2 separate regions of the Ovis aries genome follow, and region 2 is linked to region 1. The links are chromatin contacts, called in public Hi-C maps. All regions are on one chromosome and are shown on one strand. The core of a region is the stretch at or near the end of the contact, and the rest is flanking DNA. Distances in the headings are between cores, read along the strand shown.

What was found. A called contact is a pair of places that touch in the nucleus more often than the background predicts.
Region 2: a Hi-C map of tail adipose tissue shows a contact between it and region 1, with 4 times the contacts expected there. The contact joins two enhancer-like sites. A contact is called at or near these places in 2 of 16 Hi-C or Micro-C datasets (liver and tail adipose tissue).

What each region holds. Positions count from the first base shown.
Region 1 is chr3:39,028,928-39,032,522 of ARS-UI_Ramb_v3.0, forward strand. No RefSeq gene overlaps it. Among named protein-coding and RNA genes, the nearest start is that of GFPT1, 77 kb to the left of the region's middle. Within about 2 kb of position 1,939, at least 38 of the 54 cell types and tissues checked have an H3K27ac peak or open chromatin away from gene starts, as enhancers often do. A contact at or near this core is called in tail adipose tissue, where this site is marked.
Region 2 is chr3:39,166,045-39,169,639 of ARS-UI_Ramb_v3.0, forward strand. The region is part of intron 17 of ANTXR1 (ANTXR cell adhesion molecule 1); the gene reads right to left. It overlaps LOC121819269 (a long non-coding RNA gene), which reads left to right. Exons shown (of 2, transcript XR_009599807.1): 2 at 1-3,595. Among named protein-coding and RNA genes, the nearest start is that of ANTXR1, 210 kb to the right of the region's middle. Within about 2 kb of position 1,852, at least 6 of the 54 cell types and tissues checked have an H3K27ac peak or open chromatin away from gene starts, as enhancers often do. A contact at or near this core is called in tail adipose tissue, where this site is marked.

The sequences.
Region 1 (3,595 bases), core at 689-3,188:
TCCCTCCTGAACATCTGGACACATGCTCTGGGCAGCTTATGGGCTCAGAGCAGCTTCTTCAGGTGTCTCGTCATGGCCCTCTGGAATCTCCAAAGCCTGCAGGGAGCACCGGCTTCTGGGCTGTTGCCCCTTCCAGAGTTTCCCTAATAAACTGGCTCCATTCCAGGAGTACCAAAGTGCGTGATGTATGTACACATGGCACGAGGATTCCAGAGATCCAGATGAACCCCGATTATGTCCCCTGGGCATCCCCAGGACCAGCCAATCTGGGGTCCATCCATTAGCTTCATGACCCCAACTGCAGGGCCCCTAACAACTACAGGACCCCTGGGTTCCCTGCTACTCCCAGTGACATAGGAGTTTTGCTCAAGTGTTTGGGAAAAGCCCACTCGTAGGTCTTCTGCCAGGTCTGGGTTGACTGTCTGTCACACTTGTCATCCCCTCTCCTCGGGCCATGCCTGGCCACCCCAAAGGTGCACCTTTGAGGCACAATAGGGCTCAGTTCCTGGAGTGGATGGGGCTGGGATGACACACCATGATGTCCACTCTCTCGCCCTTGGCTCCACCAAGAGCCATCTCCTCAACTTCTCCATCAAGTGCCCCATTCCCCTCTCCCCCATCCTATTTTCCAGGCTTCCATACTCACTACTTGCTATTTTAATGGGGAACAAATGATGCACAAAGAGACCTTCAGATTCACAGAGCTGATTGGTGACCACAGGGCTGGGATCCAGATGTCCTCATTCTCTGCTTTTTTCTTTTATAACCAAAAAAAAAAAAAAAAAAAAGACAGTGCAAATACAGCCGGTGTTTTAGTTCTGACAGTCCAATTTGAGAACTTTGGGGGACGCCAGTGCAATTACAGTGTCAGGGCTATTGGCACCAGGGCCCTAGCAAAGAGAGTGGCTGAAGGCAATACCAGACCCTGATGCTGGGAAAGAGTGAAGGCAGGAGGAGAAGGGGATGACAGAAGATGAGATGGTTGGATGGCATCACCAACTCAATGGACATGAGTTTGAGCAAGATCCTGGAGTTGGTGATGGATAGGGAAGGCTGGTGTGCTGCAGTCCATGGGGTTGCAAAGAGTTGAACATGACTGACTGACTGACCTGAACTGAAGGCAACATCAACTTAGTCTGAAGACAATGGTTGATGGTCAGAGAGAAAGGACAAGCTTTGAGTAAAGTGGCCTCTGGTTGATGGTCAGAGAGAAAGGACAAGCTTTGAGTAAAGTGGCCTCTTAGAGGGCCCCTATTGGTGCTCCAAACTGAGAGTACTGGGAAAAGACGGAGATCAGCGGGTGGCGAAAGGGTCACCTTGATAAGAGAAAATAGTGGATGTCACAGAGGGGCTGCCAGGGGTTTGTTAAACTAATTTGGTTGGAACTTGTTGGGGTCCACGGTACTCACAATTCCACAAGTGGGGCCGAACCAGAAAAATGCTGTTCTGTGCTGTTACTGCGATCCTCTTGTACCTGCTGCCAGGTAGATGTGATCCGGAGGAAGCAGAGGGTGACTCAAACATACAGAACCGAGAAGTTTTGTTCAGTTCAGCTTACTCACTCAGACTTGTGTCAGACTCTGCGACCCCATGGACTGCAGCATGCCAGGCTTCCCTGTCCATCACCAACTCCCAAAGCTTGCTCAAACCCATGTCCATCGAGTCGGTGATGCCATCCAACCGTCTCATCCTCTGCCGTCCCCTTCTCCTCCTGCCTTCAGTCTTTCCCAGCATCAGGGTCTTTTCAAATGAGTCAGTTCTTCGCATCAGGTGGCCAAAGTATTGGGGCTTCAGCTTCCGCTGAAGAAATGAAATTGTGTTACAAAAGGTGAAAATCTCGGACGGAAGACAGTTGCTGTGACGGGCGGAGGCCACAAGGGGGCAGTGCCTCTCCAGTCTGTCTCGGTCCAAATGTGCAAAATCCCGCGGGAGTCGGAGGAAGAAAGGAAATGTAGCCACATCGCCAGGCCTTTTATCCACACTGGGCACCCTCTCCCACTGCAGAGACCGGAGGCACCCCGCTCCCTGCTCATCCACCACAGCCCCCTCCCTCTTCCCCTTTCCAGAAATGTTTGGTAAGCAGCCACTGTTGCTCGGGCACTTTTCTAGGCCCTGCAGGCACCCGCAGTTCTGGGATCTCGATTCTGGAGGGGAGGGGCCGAGGTCTCCCGGCAGCTCCTCCCACCTGGCCACCACCTCCACCTGCGCCCGGAGCCCCAGACTCGCCTGGCCCAGTGGCAGATGCTTCAGTCGCCCCAGGCCTGACTTTAGAAGGCCGGGTGACGGAGGACCTTCAGCCTTGCCACATCTGCCTCCCACACCCCGGGTGTGGCTGGGATAACTGAGAATGGTGATCGGGTGACAGCGCTGCAGGGGCGTGCAGTGACCACCAGGTGGCGCTTGGAGACACCAAAGGCACTGTGATCGCAGGGCCCTAACAGTTACTTCTTTGGGGATGCCATGGGTCACAGGGACAGAGCAAGCGCAGCATAGCTTTAGAACAGTTCACTTGCCCCTGCGTGCTTAGAAAATGCCCAAGAGTGCTCTAAACACAGAGATAAGTGTTCACCTGCAAGATGGGGCCAGCCTGCCTCCCACCCGGGGTCAGGGCAGGAGTAAAGGAGCTGGTGACTGCAGGGCGTGATCCCTCGGCAGAAGACTGTTTCCCTGAGTGTTTCAGACATCTGTGGTTTCTTCCTGCCTCCTTAACTGGATCCAGGAAATGACTGTTGCCTGGGACAGCTGGGTCCTGAGTCCTGGCTTCTAGTGGAAAGGGGCTGAAGGGAAGTGGGGTTTCTGGTTGATGGATGACCACCCTAGATGGGTGTGTTGGTTAGATCCTGGATTTATTGGTAAAGAATCTACCTGTAATGCAGGAGACCCAGGTTCAATCCCTGGGTCAGGAAGATCCCCTGGAGAAGGAAACAGCAACCCACTCCAGTATTCTTGCCTGGAGAATTCCAAGGACACAGGAGCCTGGCAAGCTTTAGTCCATGGGGTTGCAAAGAGCTGGACACAACTGAGCAGCTAACTAAACATTTTACACCCAGAAAGCCCTCCTTCAGTTACGCAAAGTTGCGAACTGTTCCTATTTTTGGTGGCTAAAGCCCATCTCTTGTGAAAGCCCACTCTTTTATTCTATGCTGGTTTGGAGTAGAGAATTCAGAGTCTGATATAGCCACCCACGCCAGCCAGACATTTGCCTGACATTTGATAGCAAATTGCAACTTTCCAGGGCTTTAAAATTCAGGTGTAGAAATCAAGAAAGTAAATCCATCTTTAAATATTCTTCTCCTTAAAATGTGTTGTCTTTTCTCTTTTTGGCTGCTACCCCTTTGGCACAAGGAATACAGCTGAGGGTCGCAAAGCTGGAATGTTTCTTTCTCAGTACACAGCACAGTGGGGACAAGAAAAGAATGTCAGTGTTCTCAAGATAAGCATGCTGTCTGCCTCAGCATCCCAGGCTGGGTGTGACCAGGGCACCTTTATTTCTGACTGTAGCTAAAACAGAGTCCAAGGTAAGTGGAATTTTGCCTTGATTTGGAAGTTGGATCTGGTTGTTCAAAACAATTTGGAATTCCTGGGTGTTGAGGTA
Region 2 (3,595 bases), core at 602-3,101, 140 kb after region 1:
GTCCATCACCAACTCCCGGAGCTCACTCAGACTCACGTCCATCGAGTCAGTGATGCCATCCAGCCATCTCATCCTCTGTCGTCCCCTTCTCCTCCTGCCTTCAATCTTTCCCAGCATCAGGGTCTTTTCAAATGAGTCAGTTCTTCGCATCAGGTGGCCAAAGTATTGGAGTTTCAGCTTCAACATCAGTCCTTCCAATGAACACCCAGGACTGATCTCCTTTAGAATGGACTGGTTGGATCTCCTTGCAGTCCAAGGGACTCTCAAGAATCTTCTCCAACATCACAGTTCAAAAGCATCAATTCTTCAGCACTCAGCTTTCTTAATAGTCCAACTCTCATATCCATACATGACTACTGGAAAAACCATAACCTTGACTAGACGGACCTTTGTTGGCAAAGTAATGTCTCTGCTTTTTAATATGCTGTCTAGGTTGGTGATAACTTACCTTCCAAGGAGTAAACGTTTTTTAATTTCATGGCTGCAGTCACCATCTGCAGTGATTTTGGAGCCCAGAAAAATAAAGTCAGCCCCTGTTTCCACTGTTTAACCATTTATCTGCCATGAAGTGATGGGACTGGATGCCATGATCTTAGTTTTCTGATTGTTGAGCTTTAAGCCAACTTTTTCACTCTTCTCCTTCACTTTCATCAAGAGGTGTCAGGAAGCATTTAACAGGAGGCTTCCTGTGTGCTGTTTTGGATCTGTCAGGAATTCTCTGTTCCTTATTAATTCCTGAATATTCAGGAATTAAGAGGAGAGGAAAGCCTCTTCTGGGGGCTGAGGAATCCAGGCATTTCCTTCATTAGTTTTTCTATATGGTGAGAAGTACCCTATTCTTTTTTATGAACCATATGGTAAAAGTGATTATTTACAACCTTCTCTCTTTCATATGGATGACCTCATGTTTCCTTGATAAGTTGTAAGTTTTGATTTTATCTCTGCTGAAAATAGCTATCTTGTAAGACAGTATAAATACCTACACAATGTTGAATAAAACACCTTTGCTCCATCAGAGCTTTGGTCCCCGTGTCTTGCTTTCTGTCTTTCTCTCCCTCTCTCTCTCTTTCAGGCTGATCCCTTGGAGTGGAGAGGCCCTCTGGGTTCACTTTCCTGCCCGGGCTTCTGAGACCCTCTTGAGAAGGTGCTCTGTGCCTTCACCCCATCAAGAGGGCGCCTGAGGCCTTCATGAACAGAGCAAGCCCCGTATCAGGGGCTTTATTGGCTTTCTGCGTAAACCAAGGAATATCAGCCTCTTTCTTTCTCCTTTACTTTCTTATCGGTTGACTCCAGACCACCAGGTTCCGGTCCATTAAAGGACCTCAACAAAGAGGCTCTTTAGTTCTTCTTCATTTTCTGCCATAAGGGTGGTGTCATCTGCATATCTGAGGTTATTGATATTTCTCCCGGCAATCTTGACTCCAGCTTCTACCATCTATAATTAATACAATGCTTTACTCTTTCAAATCATGCCCTGAACTCCAGGAAGTTAGAATTAAGTCCTATTCTAACTGACATCCCCAGGGCCCAGCCCAGGGATGGGTTCCTAGGTGCGAGCACAGTAGATGAAATTTGATGAGAGAATGTTAGAGGGAAGGTTGCCAAGATGACGATGGAAGGAGGAGGAGGAGGTCATGCAAGGTACATGGAGAGGGAGAAAAGAGAAAGCAAGAAACAGAGTGTGCACACTTCGAGTCTGCTTATGTTGCAGGAGGCTCGTCTGCTTTCGAAGGACTGGGCTGAGGACACTCTGTCCCTGGAGATAACCTGGCCAGATCATTCTTGCCTCTGCAACAGTAGGAAGGCATGGGGCCCACGTGACTGGCCCAGCTCCCTTGCTGGAAACAGCTGTGCAGACGGCAGCCCTGGGGAGCCCAGGGAGAGGATTTCACAACCTCCGAGGCTGCCCTTCAGAGGAGTATCATATGTTGTTTACGTACATCTCTATCTACATGTGTGTTTCCTGGGTCTCTTCTGATTGCAATGAGGCTCAGTCTTGCAAAACAAGTTCAGAGTGTGCCTCATATTTTGTTTTTGCAGATAGTGATGGAGCGATGGAATGTACCAGCCTCCCCATGCCAGGTCGGAGAGAAACTGAGAAGCTGAAAACAAAGACGACATCCATCCCCAGTGGCTCCTCCCAGAGCATGTGCAGGAGTTGGGACGTTAAAGCTGGGGTAAAAATGCCTGGAGAGGGTTTAGACACGTTGATACTTTAATTCCATCTGGGAAAGACCCAGGAGGCAGAGTTATTATTTTTCTTTTCCTTTCTCTTTACCCAAGCAGTAACAATACTGGAGCAGGAAGAATCTATGCTTATTGTCTGCTGATTGTAATCATCCATTTTCCTTATGCCTATGAAACACAGGATAGAGTTTTTGAAGGGATGTTGAGAGTTGCCTTCAAATTGTTCCATGAGGGAAACAGAAGATGCTGCCCAGGACAAGAAATAGAGAATTGGATCAAATCACTGATTGTCAACCCTAGTTGCTTCTTAAAATGACCTGGGGAGCTTTTAAAACTCCTGTATCCAGACTTCATCCCAGAAAAATTAAATAGAATCTGGCACCAGGGTCTTAAAACTCCCCAGATGATTACAACATGCAACCAGATTGAAAATCACTGGATTCCGTGAACTCTGATCTCTGAAACTCCCTTACATTTCTGTGTTTGAAACTAGCAATCTAGGAACAAAACCATCTGCAGCTGGCAAGATTTCTCTGCAACTGGTTGGTATTTAATATTTAGACTTCTGCTAGAGCAGTTACTCCCCAATTAGGCTAATAGGTGTTCTGCAGAGAAACATAGGAAAGTAGTCACTGGTGGTCAAATAAACACAGAGATGCTGACTTGAAGTCCCCAGCAATTAGGGTTAGAGAGATCTTGATGGGCATCTAATTCCATTTATCTCACTGGTTCCAAAGTGTAGTCCCCAGACCAGTAGCATCAGTATCACCTGGAAGCTTGTTAGAAATGCTAGTTTCCAGGCCCCACCCCAGACCTGCTGAGTTAGAAACTCTGACAGTGGGATCCAGCAACCTGTGTTTTAACAAAACTTCTAGGTGATTCTGTGCTCAAGTTTGAGAACTAGTGATTTGTTGCAGGAACTGTTTACTATGTCCTGGCCCAGTGGTTTGACTGGTTTTACCCTTGTTTAGTAACATGGAGCAACCCCAGTGATGCCTGTGGAAGCCCATTTGTTGTTGAAACTCGTCTTTCAGTTTTTTAAGGTGAAATACGTGTTACTGTAACTTCTACCTGTGGCTTAACTTCATTCATGTCTTCTCTGAAGTCATATTCTGTACTTTAGAGGCTTTAATGTTCCAGGGCTTCTGGTTTGATATAACATATAGACGATAACTTCTGACGGCACTTCTCCAAAATTTACATAAAATACCCAGGAAGATACAGAAAAGGTACCAACTCATAACACCATCAAAAACTAAAAGTGACAGAGTAGAAGTAAGAGAAAATTTTTGTGAAAATTTACATCCTCTTGGACTAGAGAAGACTAAGTTTGACACCAAAGGCAGAAATTAGAAACATTCATATATTTAACTATAAAATTATAGGTAATGTCACACACACACACACA